2 separate regions of the Mus musculus genome follow, and region 2 is linked to region 1. A link is a contact called in public HiChIP or PLAC-seq data. All regions are on one chromosome and are shown on one strand. The core of a region is the stretch at or near the end of the contact, and the rest is flanking DNA. Distances in the headings are between cores, read along the strand shown.

What was found. HiChIP or PLAC-seq counts read pairs in DNA pulled down with a chosen protein or histone mark.
Region 2: a contact with region 1 is called in a BATF HiChIP or PLAC-seq map of CD8 T cells, with 6 read pairs. The contact joins the enhancer-like site here to the promoter of Ppig in region 1. A contact is called at or near these places in 5 of 39 promoter capture datasets (the C10 cell line, cranial neural crest, hippocampal neurons and 1 more), 1 of 484 Hi-C or Micro-C datasets (cortical neurons), 3 of 115 datasets of contacts at active chromatin or transcription factors (CD8 T cells, effector CD8 T cells and memory CD8 T cells) and 3 of 9 other capture datasets (adipose tissue, liver and pancreatic islet).

What each region holds. Positions count from the first base shown.
Region 1 is chr2:69,720,435-69,726,087 of GRCm38.p6, forward strand. Ppig (peptidyl-prolyl isomerase G (cyclophilin G)) reads left to right here and starts at 2,654. Exons shown (of 14, transcript NM_001081086.1): 1 at 2,654-2,929.
Region 2 is chr2:69,991,676-69,997,328 of GRCm38.p6, forward strand. It overlaps Ubr3 (ubiquitin protein ligase E3 component n-recognin 3), which reads left to right. Exons shown (of 39, transcript NM_177783.6): 29 at 2,001-2,137. Among named protein-coding and RNA genes, the nearest start is that of Myo3b, 45 kb to the right of the region's middle. Within about 2 kb of position 3,291, at least 40 of the 459 cell types and tissues checked have an H3K27ac peak or open chromatin away from gene starts, as enhancers often do. A contact at or near this core is called in CD8 T cells, effector CD8 T cells and memory CD8 T cells, where this site is marked.

The sequences.
Region 1 (5,653 bases), core at 1,404-3,903:
TGGGATTAAAGGCGTGCAAATCCCTTCTTTATTAACCAAAAAACCCCAAACAAACAAAAACAAAAATAAAAAAAAACAAAAGTAAAACCCTGACCTACAAGCAATCTGACAACTCTAGATTTGTGTCAAGTTAACAAACAAACAAAAAACCCTAACCAGCATAAACCACATGGTCCCTGGTAAACACTATTTATCGGAGAGGCAATGCCACCCTGTACCACAGAAGAGCCATTATGGAAGTCCCTGCACAGATGCACCACCCTCAGCTGTCTCAGCCCAGGTGCTTTTCTGGTCATCCAGAGCAGGGACCACACAGCTGCTCCTCTCAAATGCATCTTTGGTTCTTTCAAACCCTGTTTCGGCTCCTAGCGTGTTGTGTTCTTTTCCTGGGAAGATATGAACAAAAGTCTATTCATGTTTAGTGAGGATACTGATGACAGACCAAAGGAACAATTTCACTCAAGTCTATCTTAGTGAACTCATAAACGTACTGGGGTTTCTTCTACAAACACAGGTGAGGGCTTACTTAAAGGATAATGAGTGTCTGTAAGGCAGCTACATCACCAAACAATTCCCTCAGTCTAGGTGACAATTTACAAGAGCTGCTTCCAGGCAGCCCAGCAAACGGTCTCTTCTCTCCAGCAAACTGTTCGGCTCATCTAACAAGAGAGAGGGTTCCTGAGAGCTTCAAAGCTTTCTTGTTTATTTATGCCCATCCCCAGGCAGGGCTTCTCTGTGTAGCCCTGGCTGTCCAGAAACTCAACTCTGTAGACCAGACTGCCCTCAACTTCATAGAGATCTGCCTGCCTCTGCTGGGATTAGAAGTGTGCACAACCATTTCCTAGCAATGTTTGCAATTTTTAAAAGATATATCTGTTCATTTCTCTGTATATGTCTATGTCCATGCATGTGAGCTTGAACATGTGTATTCAAATGCATGTGCATTGCCGTCAGAGAGGACACTGTGTGGCCTTGTCTATTGTTCTCTATCTAATCATTTTGAGTCAAGTTTTCTCCCCAAATCTGGGATGTTCTCAGCTAGGCTGGAAGCCAGAGAGTCTTGGGACCTATCTCTATTCACTTTTTTTGAGCTGGGATTACAGGTTTGCACACGAAGCCTCTCTTATTATGTGGGTGTACGGATCTGAATTCTGGGCCTCGCAGTTGCACAGCAAGAGCTCCAATTTGCTATGTCTCCAGCCCGAGTTCCTGAAACTTGCTTGTGAGTTTTGGGAGTTTCATCCTGATTTCCCTCCAGGAGGAAACATTTCTGTCCAGATGAAATAACTGTACAACACTCTGCCTTACTTCAATCTTCTAAATTCTGTGTAGGTCTCTGTAGCCTCAATCTTAGAGATCCGACTACCTCTGCCTCCTAAGTGCTGGGATCAAAGATGTCCACCGCCACTGTGTGGCATCCTAGATTTAATTTTTACAATGGAATTCCTTTTTGTTTGTTTCTGGCTTTAAAAGATCGATTTCTCTCACAAATTAAGATCTTAGGTGAATGAGCCCGATAGGAGGCATTTCTGCTCCATGTAGTTATTCTGGGATCTAAATTCCTTCCATTATGTTATTCTAATGCCTGCCAGTTCCTTGTTTGTGGATGATTAGAATATATTGGCAAATGAAGAAAATAAGAGGCAATGTCTTAAAGCCTAGAGCAGCATGCCACTTTGTCTCAAATTTCATCCTCGAAAATTAAATCACATGGCCAAGGGCTGGCGAGATGGCTCAGCCATTAGGAGCACTTGTGGCTCTTGAAGGAAGACCCATATTGAGTGTCTCGTAATGCTTTTAACTCCAGTTTGGGGACGGGGAGGATCTGACACCCTGTTCTGACCTCTGCAAGCAGTTATAGATATACAGTGCATATACACACAGGCACAAATACAACCATATTAAAATAGGACCAGGCATTTGGGATAAGAGGCAGAGGCAGGGTAATCTCTTAAAGAGTTTGATGTCAGCCTGATCTACGTAGAGAGCTCCAAGGCAGCCAAGGTATATAGTAAGACCCGGTCTCAATAAAATGTTAATCCCCGACTACTGGGATTAAAGGCATGCGCTACCACGTCCCGAAAGTAGCTCATCTTTGTTACTAGCTTTTGAGCGTTTGCTGAAGGTTCCTTGGAGGCAGAACGTCTCTCTAAATACCTCGACAGAGGATGTCACTGTTTATAAAGTGATGCGCATCATTTCGGGAGCGCTGTGACATTCTGACGGATCCACACCGATCCAATCAACTCTCAGAAACCATCAAGCGACCCGTCGGGAACGTATTTTAAAAGGCAGAAGAGACCCTACAAGCTCAAGGAGAAGATGCTGACGTCAGCCCGGGAACGCCGGGAGTCGCCGGCACCCATCCCTGACGTACTTCCGGCGCGACACCTTCCCTCCACGCCTGGCCTGGGCTGTGGGGGAGGGAGGCGGTTAGTGGGCTTTAGCGCCTTTCCTGACGGCGGTAGATTTGAAGCGCTTTCCAGGACCGGGCCGGGAGACGAGAAGCCCGCGGCGGGGCAGGTGAGGGATGCGAGAGCGTCTGTCGGCGCGGCGGCGTCTTCTGCGGGCCTTGGGGACGAGAGCGGGAAGGGCTCAGGGCGAGGGGCGGAGCCGCGGCGGGCCTCTGGGCCGAGGTAACCGTCTTTCCGTCGAGGTCTCTGGGCTGCTCGGGCTCGGAGGGGTGGCCCCGGGGACCGCGGCGCGGCCTGGGGCCCCGTGGTGGCCCGGCGGCTTGCAGCCGAGCCCCGGGGCGAAGGAAGCGGCTCTTCCTCTCCAGCCCCCGCCCTCCCGGCTCGGGCGCACACCTCCTCCCTGACGCATTTTGCCGCACAAGCTGTAATATGGCGGCAGCGACGGCAGCCTCGGCTCCCGGGAGCTAGGTTCGTTTTGGAGGCTTCAGAACCGGGAGACGGAGCGCTGCGGCGTGGTAGGTGGGACCTCTGGTTAGGGAAGGGGGAGGCGCAGCGCGAGGGCCTGTCAGGTTAGGGTTAGGGAGGGACGGGCGCAGAGCCAGGATCCCCGGGAATAAAATCGACCGCGGGCTCCGGTCCTCCCGACCTTTTCCTCCCGTAGGACAGCGGCTGGCGTGCATGCCTCAGTGACACAGGCCCTTGGTGTTAGGGACACTCCTAAAACTCAAATGCGAGATGTTAACCTCAGGGCCTTAGAAGTTTTCTCATGTTCCTGAGCGACTGGAAGCGGCCGGGCCTTTGGGGGAGGAGGATTCTGTTGAGGAGAAGATGGTTTCTGAACCCCGTTCGCCTTTAGGAGAAACGAACTGATTTTTTCCGTGTTTCCTCTTGATGTCGAACAAAGTCAACCGTAGCGGGCATCCGTTGTCTAATTGTTTTGGAAAACCTTATGGAAGCACCACCCTGTGCACTCAGTTTGATTTCTTAGCACGAATACATTACTTGCGCTAAGTAAAGATTAAGTAAAGACTCTCTTTGTTTGTTTGTTTTTGATCACCAGAACATTTAAGAAATAATACAGTGTTTTGAAAATTTGGAAGGTCCATATTAACTTTCAGAAGCTAAATCCAGAAAGGATAAGATTTGTGTTAGTGTCATTCCCATTGTATAAAGAATATGATGACTAGTAATTGCTATTTTGTAACAGATACTGGACAGTTCGAGGAAACCTTTTTTATAAGTTTTAAAAGATAGCCATAAGAGGAACTGCACAGATACTTAGAAAGGCTGCTTCTAACTTACCTAAAAGTGTAACTCCTGATTTGGTGTCACAATGTCTATAATCCCGGGCTGAAGAGAAAGGGTCACCAATCAAGGCCAGCCTGAACAACTTGATGAGACAAACAAAAACACCTTAGGGACCCCACTCTTTAATTTTAATAATGTGGAGTGTTATTAGTCATGTAATAGTTTACATTTCTCTCTGTTTAAAAGAAGCTAGTTGCTTAACAGTTTCTTTAAGCTTTATTAAATTGATTGGGTTGTTCTGCTCACTCCCTAAGTAGGTTGGTGTGTGTGTATGTATGTGTGTGTGTGTGTGTATATATATATATCAAAAATTGTATTTTTTATTTCTGTAGGCCAAAATTTGGACCTTGAGATGTGCAGGCAGTACTTCAAATATTCAGAGAAGACTGCTATAATTGGACCTTTGACTTTTACTGACAAGGCGCATTTTTTGCTTTGTTTGAGGTCTTTGGCATTTTTAGGGCAAGCACCACTGAGCTGTATTCCTAACCATTGGTCTCCACATTTGTTTGTGTGCATAGATTCAAGACTTCACAACTGAGGGCAAGTGCTAGATCACTGGACCACAAACTAACTCCTAAGTTTTCAGAATACCTGTTAGGTGGTGTTTTTCTACCAGCTCATTTTTTGCATACCAGTAGTTTGTGTATATCAAAAACATTAAAGAAAATGGTTCTATTTGGAAGAGCATAGGTGACTTTTCCTGACAACTCAAAATGTTAGCTTGTTTTACTTAATTCATCAGCAGTGTATACATTTGTAAATGTATGCAAATGTTACTAATTAGTTAATTTTCATTTCTTATTTGATCCATGTGCATACTTTAAGAGTGAGCTGATGAAGCTGGTTTGAATGTTAAAATGCTTCCCAAGCAGGAAATATTTTTAAAAGGTGGGATATATTTTTGCCCAGTTCTGGAGGTCTCAGTCCTGTTGGCCTGTTCCTTTGGATCCTGTGGCAAGGCATTACATGGTGGGGGACACACAGTAGAGCAAAATGCCTTCTTGTGGAGTCCAGGAAACAGAGGATGGAGGGAGGGGGCTGTCCCAATACTGCCTTCAAGGACTCACCTCCAGTGAGTCAACTTCATTCCATTAGTCCCCATCTCCTAAAAGATCCTCCATCTCCTGGTAGTGCCAAAGACTGGCTACCAAACCTTTAACATACTGCCTTTGGGGGACAATTAATGTCTAAACATCAAGAAAGTGTCTTTTAGACCTGACAAGGGAAGATGAATACAAAACAAATCTTCCAAGACTTGCTTAATGACAAACATCAATTGACATGCCAGTATGGATTAAGAAAATTTCAGAAGACCCTACCTCTAGATGAAGAGTTATTGTCAGTTGATGGCTGCTGAAAACGGGAAGATATTTAAGTTCTCTTCAGAGATGAGACCCTGATAGGTTATCCAATCCCAAATAGACCTAAAACACATGCACATGTGACCAACTTTAAAAGGGCCCAGGAGTTTGAATGTGTGTGTGTATAAAACAGAGGTCATGAATTTAAGGGGACTTTTGGGAGGATGTAGGAGAGGGGGTGTTAGAAGCAATTTAAATACAATAATACTCATGTATGGAATTCTCAAAATTTTTTAATTAAGTTTTTAAAAAAATCTAGATGTAACAAAGGTTCCCTTCTCTTTGTATTCAAAACTTAAGTCTTCCCTGGGAATAGTATTAAAAGTAATATAGGAGGCTGAAAAGTGACTCAGCAGGTAAAAGCATTTACTACTAAGTCTGAGGATCTGAATTCTCTCCCTGGAAGCCACATAGTGGAAGAAGAAAATTCCTCTCAGTTGTCCTCTGACCTACACACATGTGCATTACATATGCCTCCCCACTAAAAAAGTGTAGTCCTGTGTAGTCCTGGCTGTCCTGGAACTCACTTTGTAGACCAGGCTGGCCTCGAACTCAGAAATCCGCCTG
Region 2 (5,653 bases), core at 2,041-4,540, 270 kb after region 1:
CTGTTTTTCGGTTCCCTCCCTCCATCCCCTCCTCCCTCCTTCCCTTTAGTCCCATCTCTTCCCTACTTCCTACCGTCTTTTCTTTTTTTCCCTAAGTTACCCTGGGCCTTTATGCATTTAGTAGAAATTGATTTTTTTGAAGTTTGTGTCTTCTGTTTGTGCTCATTGAAAAGCAGAATGAAAATTGTAGAAGAAATTATCAGATGTTATGTTTTTCTTTAGTTAAAATCATTATAATTTTAATGTATTAAGACTATCATGAGCTTAAATTTTGTTCTTGTTAGAGTTATCATTGCTGTGATGGAACACCACGACCTTAAACAAGTACCACATCCCTGTTTATTATTGAAGGAAGTCAGCACAGGAGCTCAGATGGGGCGGAATCGCCCTGGCAGGAGCTGATGCAGAGGCCTGCTGCTTGGTCCTCATGACTTGCTCAACCTGCTTTCTTTCTTTTTTCTTTTTTGTTTTTTGTTTCTTTGAGATAGGGCTTCTCAGTACAACCAACCCAGACTGTCCTGTACTTGCTAGTAGAGGACCTTGAACCCGCAGAGATTTGCCTGCCTCCAGCTCCCAAGGGCTTGCCCTTGTAGGTCTAAGAAAAGGATCTACAAGTTTGCCTACAGCCTGATCTTATGGAGGCATTTTCTCAATTGAGGCTCCCTCATCTCTGATGACTCTAGCTTGTGTCAAGTTGACATAAAACTAGCCAGCACAAGCTTAAATGTGGTTAGACTCTTTAAAGATGTTGAAAAAAGAAAAAGCAAAGCAAAGCAAAAAGCATATGTGTTATTTTGCTTATTGAGCAATGGATACATTCTGAAAATGGCATCAGTAGATAATTTTGCCATTGTGTGAGCATCAAATTGTATTTATACAAACCAAATGGCTTTGATGTCTCTAGGTAATATAATTTTAAGGGACTACCAAAGTATATGTGGCCTATGCTGTACCATAGTACATGAGTCTCTGTCTCTGTCCCAATGTACAAATATAATATAGCATATAAGTATCAAATACATGTTTGAAAATATATCATTACTTATATTGACATTAAGATTGATAACCTGAGTTTAATTCCTAAGGACTCATGTGCTGGAAGGAGACAACTAACCACCCCAAGCCGTCCTGCGGCCTCTCCACATGTGCCATAGCATCCATGACCCCACCCACATATGTGTGTGCATGTGTACACATACCACATACATGTAATAAAAACTAAGAACGTTTATACACAGCTTTATTTACTCTGTGTGATCATTCACTACAAACTGGTCTTCTAGAATGTGAATTGGCTTAAATGATTCTGCTTTTTAATTCCCACCAACAGAATTTGTGTGGCTTAAGTTCTTAAAATGTTTTAGCTCTGTTGTAGATTTTTGTTATGGTTTCTAAAGGATGTGACTTTACTGCCATTCTACTTTTTTGTAGTGTTGGGAATTGAACTTGAGGCTTCTCACATAGTAGGCAGCTACTCTGCCATTAAACTAAGCTTTTGAAATAAAAGTTTGGACGTTAAACCATACAGATTTATGTCTTGGCATTTACTTTCTCAAATGAAGACTAACTTTAGAATCTGAGGGGTATTTGGTATGTAAATTTTATTCAAAATTTGCCAGAAAGTAAGGGAAATTGGTATTATATTTCTTTGAAAACTGAACTTAAATAAAGTCAACTTTTTGGGAAACATGGAACTGATTCTAAAATGTTATTTAGTATTATGTACTCATTAGATTAGAGTTTGTATTGCTAACTCAATAATTCATAATTGGGTTTTATCATAAATGGATATTACCAGTTGCCATCCAGAACTTGAGTAAGATAGATTCAGTCTTGATTAATTTTTCTTTATACACTAAATTGTGCAAAGTTGTTTATGTTACATCTACTTTGATTTAATGTTAATTTTCTAGTGTGTTTATATAATAAATATTTCAGTTTTAAGCTACTACTAAAGAAAAGTAATGTGAGTTTTATATGTATGTTCACTTTTTTTATAGTCAGAAACCAACTTAAGTAAAGAAATGGAATCTGTAATGAAAGATATAAAAAATACCACTCAGAAGAAATACAGAGACTATAGCAAGACCCCAGGCTCACCAGACAACGAGTTTCTCTTTATGTACTCTGTTGCTAGGTAGGTATGTGTAATATATATTAGTATTTCCTTAGTATTAGTTTTTTTTATTGTTTAGTGAATCTTTGTTTTATGTTACCATCTGTTTTTGTGTAAAGAAAGGATATGTATCTTTAATATTTGTTAAAAGTATATCTAGTTTTACAGCCTCCCAGGAAGTTACTTCCTGAAGTTATTTTTAAATTACTTGCTGAACAATTCGGCTGTTGTTGAACATCATGGAACATAAGGGGGAAAGTATATTATTAACACTTGGGGCTGATAAGTCCCTTAAAATATGGCATTTTACGTATGATGAAGTCTTGGCAAGTGCTTATGCTGAGAACTAAAACATAGTGTTACATGCCTTCATTACAAAAATGAAGGCTGCAAGAGAGGAACTTATTTCTTTGAACCAAGTGAGAGCTCTCCTAGTATGTTAAGAAATGCCAGCGAAGGAAGAGAAAGCAAGAAGCCAGGTGCTCTGACCTCTGCTCTGGCTGGCAGGGAAGCCAGATGCTCTGGCCTCTCTGCTCTGGCTGGCAGGGAAGCCAGGTGCTCTGGCCTCTCTGCTCTGGCTGGCAGGGAAGCCAGGTGCTCTGGCCTCTCTGCTCTGGCTGGCAGGGAAGCCAGGTGCTCTGGCCTCTCTGCTCTGGCTGGCAGGGAAGCCAGGTGCTCTGACCTCTCTGCTCTGGCTGGCAGGGAAGCCAGGTGCTCTGGCCTCTGCTCTGGCTGGCAGGGAAGCCAGGTGCTCTGACCTCTCTGCTCTGGCTGGCAGGCTCAGGGAAGCAGCACCTGTTCTCCTCTTTTGAGTTAGGGAGCATTAGCTTAATTTCTGAGTAGCTGGATCATCATCAATGCACACATCTAGGCAGAACTTTTGGAGAATATGTGAAAATGGAGAGCCGTAAAAGAAGGAAACAAGGAAGATAAGATGTAGGTATATACAACTAGACACAAACAAACACATCCTGCTAAAGCCGAAACTCTAGAGCCTCTTATATCCTTGCAAACATACTTCTTATTTTGTTTATATAATATTGTGGTTGGTAAGATCTAGAGAGATGATGGGACTTGAAGTCATCCAGCAACTTACTAGCAGAACTACAGGCTGGACTTGAGAGATCGTTTGAGTCAAGATTCAGTGGTTTTGGTTTTTCAGTTAGTCATCTTTCTTCCTGTCTTGTGTTCACCTCTTTTAGGTTGTGTTCTGTTTTTAATCTCTTTGCCCCACTCCCATAGCAGTGTAATAAAACAGTAAGTGAAAGAGTTTATGTAACCTTTAAAACCCAGGAAATGAATCCAGACTTAGAAGAATTTCAGCAAGCAAGTTAGCGCTCAAGATAAGGAAGCTACCTCACTCTTCAGACTGTAAACATAAATGCTGGACCCAGATTGGTCTAGAAGTGTCTGTGCATTAGAGAACGACGGCCTACTCTGTGGTCCTAGGCTGTTGTTATCCAGAATGCTTTGTTTGTTTGATTTTTAGATGGTGAGGTATATAATTATTATTTTGTTTCTGGGGAGTTACTGATTACTACATACTTATAACTATGCTTATAAAACGAAATTTAATTTAACTTTACTAAGGATCTAGGATCATGCATAGTTTCTGTACAATATGTAATTATTATATAGAAATATTGAATGCAGATAAGCTGTTGTATTTACACACATACTCCTCTCTGTCTCTCTCTGTCTCTGTCTCTCTCTCTCACACACACACACACACATCTCACTTGTATATCATGCCTTCAGTTTCACTAGAGTTGGCATTACTAGGAGGTCCTGAGATCCTGATTGGATGGGAATGATCAATACATGGAATTTTCCTGTAATATGATAAATTAAACAATTTCATTAAGGTAAATTTAGCTGCAATTTAGGTCCTTGTGTTTTGCCTTAAACTATAAGTAACTTATGAAAGAAGGCTATGGTAACAGTAAGATGGACTCAGTGTTCTTCTCTTTTATAGAGAAGCAAGGACAGGGATCAGATGGTAAAGGTGTGGGCAGAGGAACAGGAAGTCACGCTGCCTTCCCCATCCCTCTCTGAACCCTAGTAATAAACTCAGACCGTGAGACAGTGACTATCTGCTTAGAATAATCAAGCATGTGCAGAGTTTCAGTGAGCTTGCAGGCCTCCTGAAGTCTCACTTAGCTGTTGCGAAGAAAACAAATGAAGGCCAAAGTGACTCAAAATTAAAATCTGAATGAAGGAAAAAGGGTTTTATCATACTGAGCAGAACATAATGGCAAGGCTTTTATTTTCCTCTAACATGCAGCTTGTTTCAGTATTTTATTTAAATATTTAAGTCCTATGAAATATGTCAGTAACTACCTTTCAGAGAAAATATTTCTGAAACTATTAACTATTTATGAAAGAAGTTGCAGTCAAAAGTTATTCAAGTAAGTATTTATGAAATAAGTTGTAATTCAAGCTTACTTTAAATTACTTCATTTTTAATTCTTTGTGATTCCCAGAACTTGAAGATATATTTATATTTGGCATTTTATTATGACATAGCTCTAGTTTTGAGTTCAATTACTCCTTGCTGTGTAAGTAATTTTGTTTGTTCATTAGGGAGCATAAGACTTGATATTTGGGAAGAGAGTATTTCTTTTGATGGCTGGAGAACTCAGTATTTTGATGGAAAGGGTGCATGTCTTTGTTTTTAATTTGATTTATATGAGGACCCTTTTGGAAAAAAGTTGTTTTTTTTTTTTTTTTGAAAGCAACAGAAGGGAAATTTTTGGAATGTATTTTTGAAAATTAATTCTCAAATTAACCATACCAACTTTATATGTTTCAAGCTATTCTGAAATTTTTGTTCTGTTGCAAATATTAGTCATAAAAATGGACTATGAAGAGATTACACTGGGTAAGGCTTCCTTTAATATTAACTCATTACTGCATTACTGAAACTAAGACAAACATGACTTTCAGTAATTGATTTTCCCACCAAGGACTTTTGTATCTAAGTCAGGAACAGAGGTGTTGGTCTGTAGCTCTAGGTGTGTAACTGTGAGAAACATGGAAATGGTAGAGAGAAGACAGGGGAGCATTGAGATGCAGGTGAACAGATCTCTCGGGCATGAATGGATTGGTATTCAGTAGAGTGAATATATATCTTCATATGCTGTATTGTAAGTGTAGATCTTTTGTTTGTTTGTTTGTTTGTTTGTTTTGTTTTTGTTTTTTTCAAGACAGGGTTTCTTTGTGTAGCCCTGGCTGTCCTGGAACTCACTTTGTAGACTAGGCTGGCCTCGAACTCAGAAATCTGCCTGCCTCTGCCTCCCGAGTGTTGGGATTAAAGGTGTGTGCCACCACGCCCGGCTGTAAGTTTAGATATTTAAAAGTAATTATGTTGAAAACAAGAGGAGTACTTTCTAAAGTCAAGTAATGCTCTTTATAAGTAGCACCCAACTCTCCTGCACATGCTGATTGCAAAGGTCTGAGCATAAGCAAGTCCTCCCTCTCAGCTTCTTGAGTAGCTGGGACTGCAGGGATAAGCCACCATACCCAGGCTCAAACTGA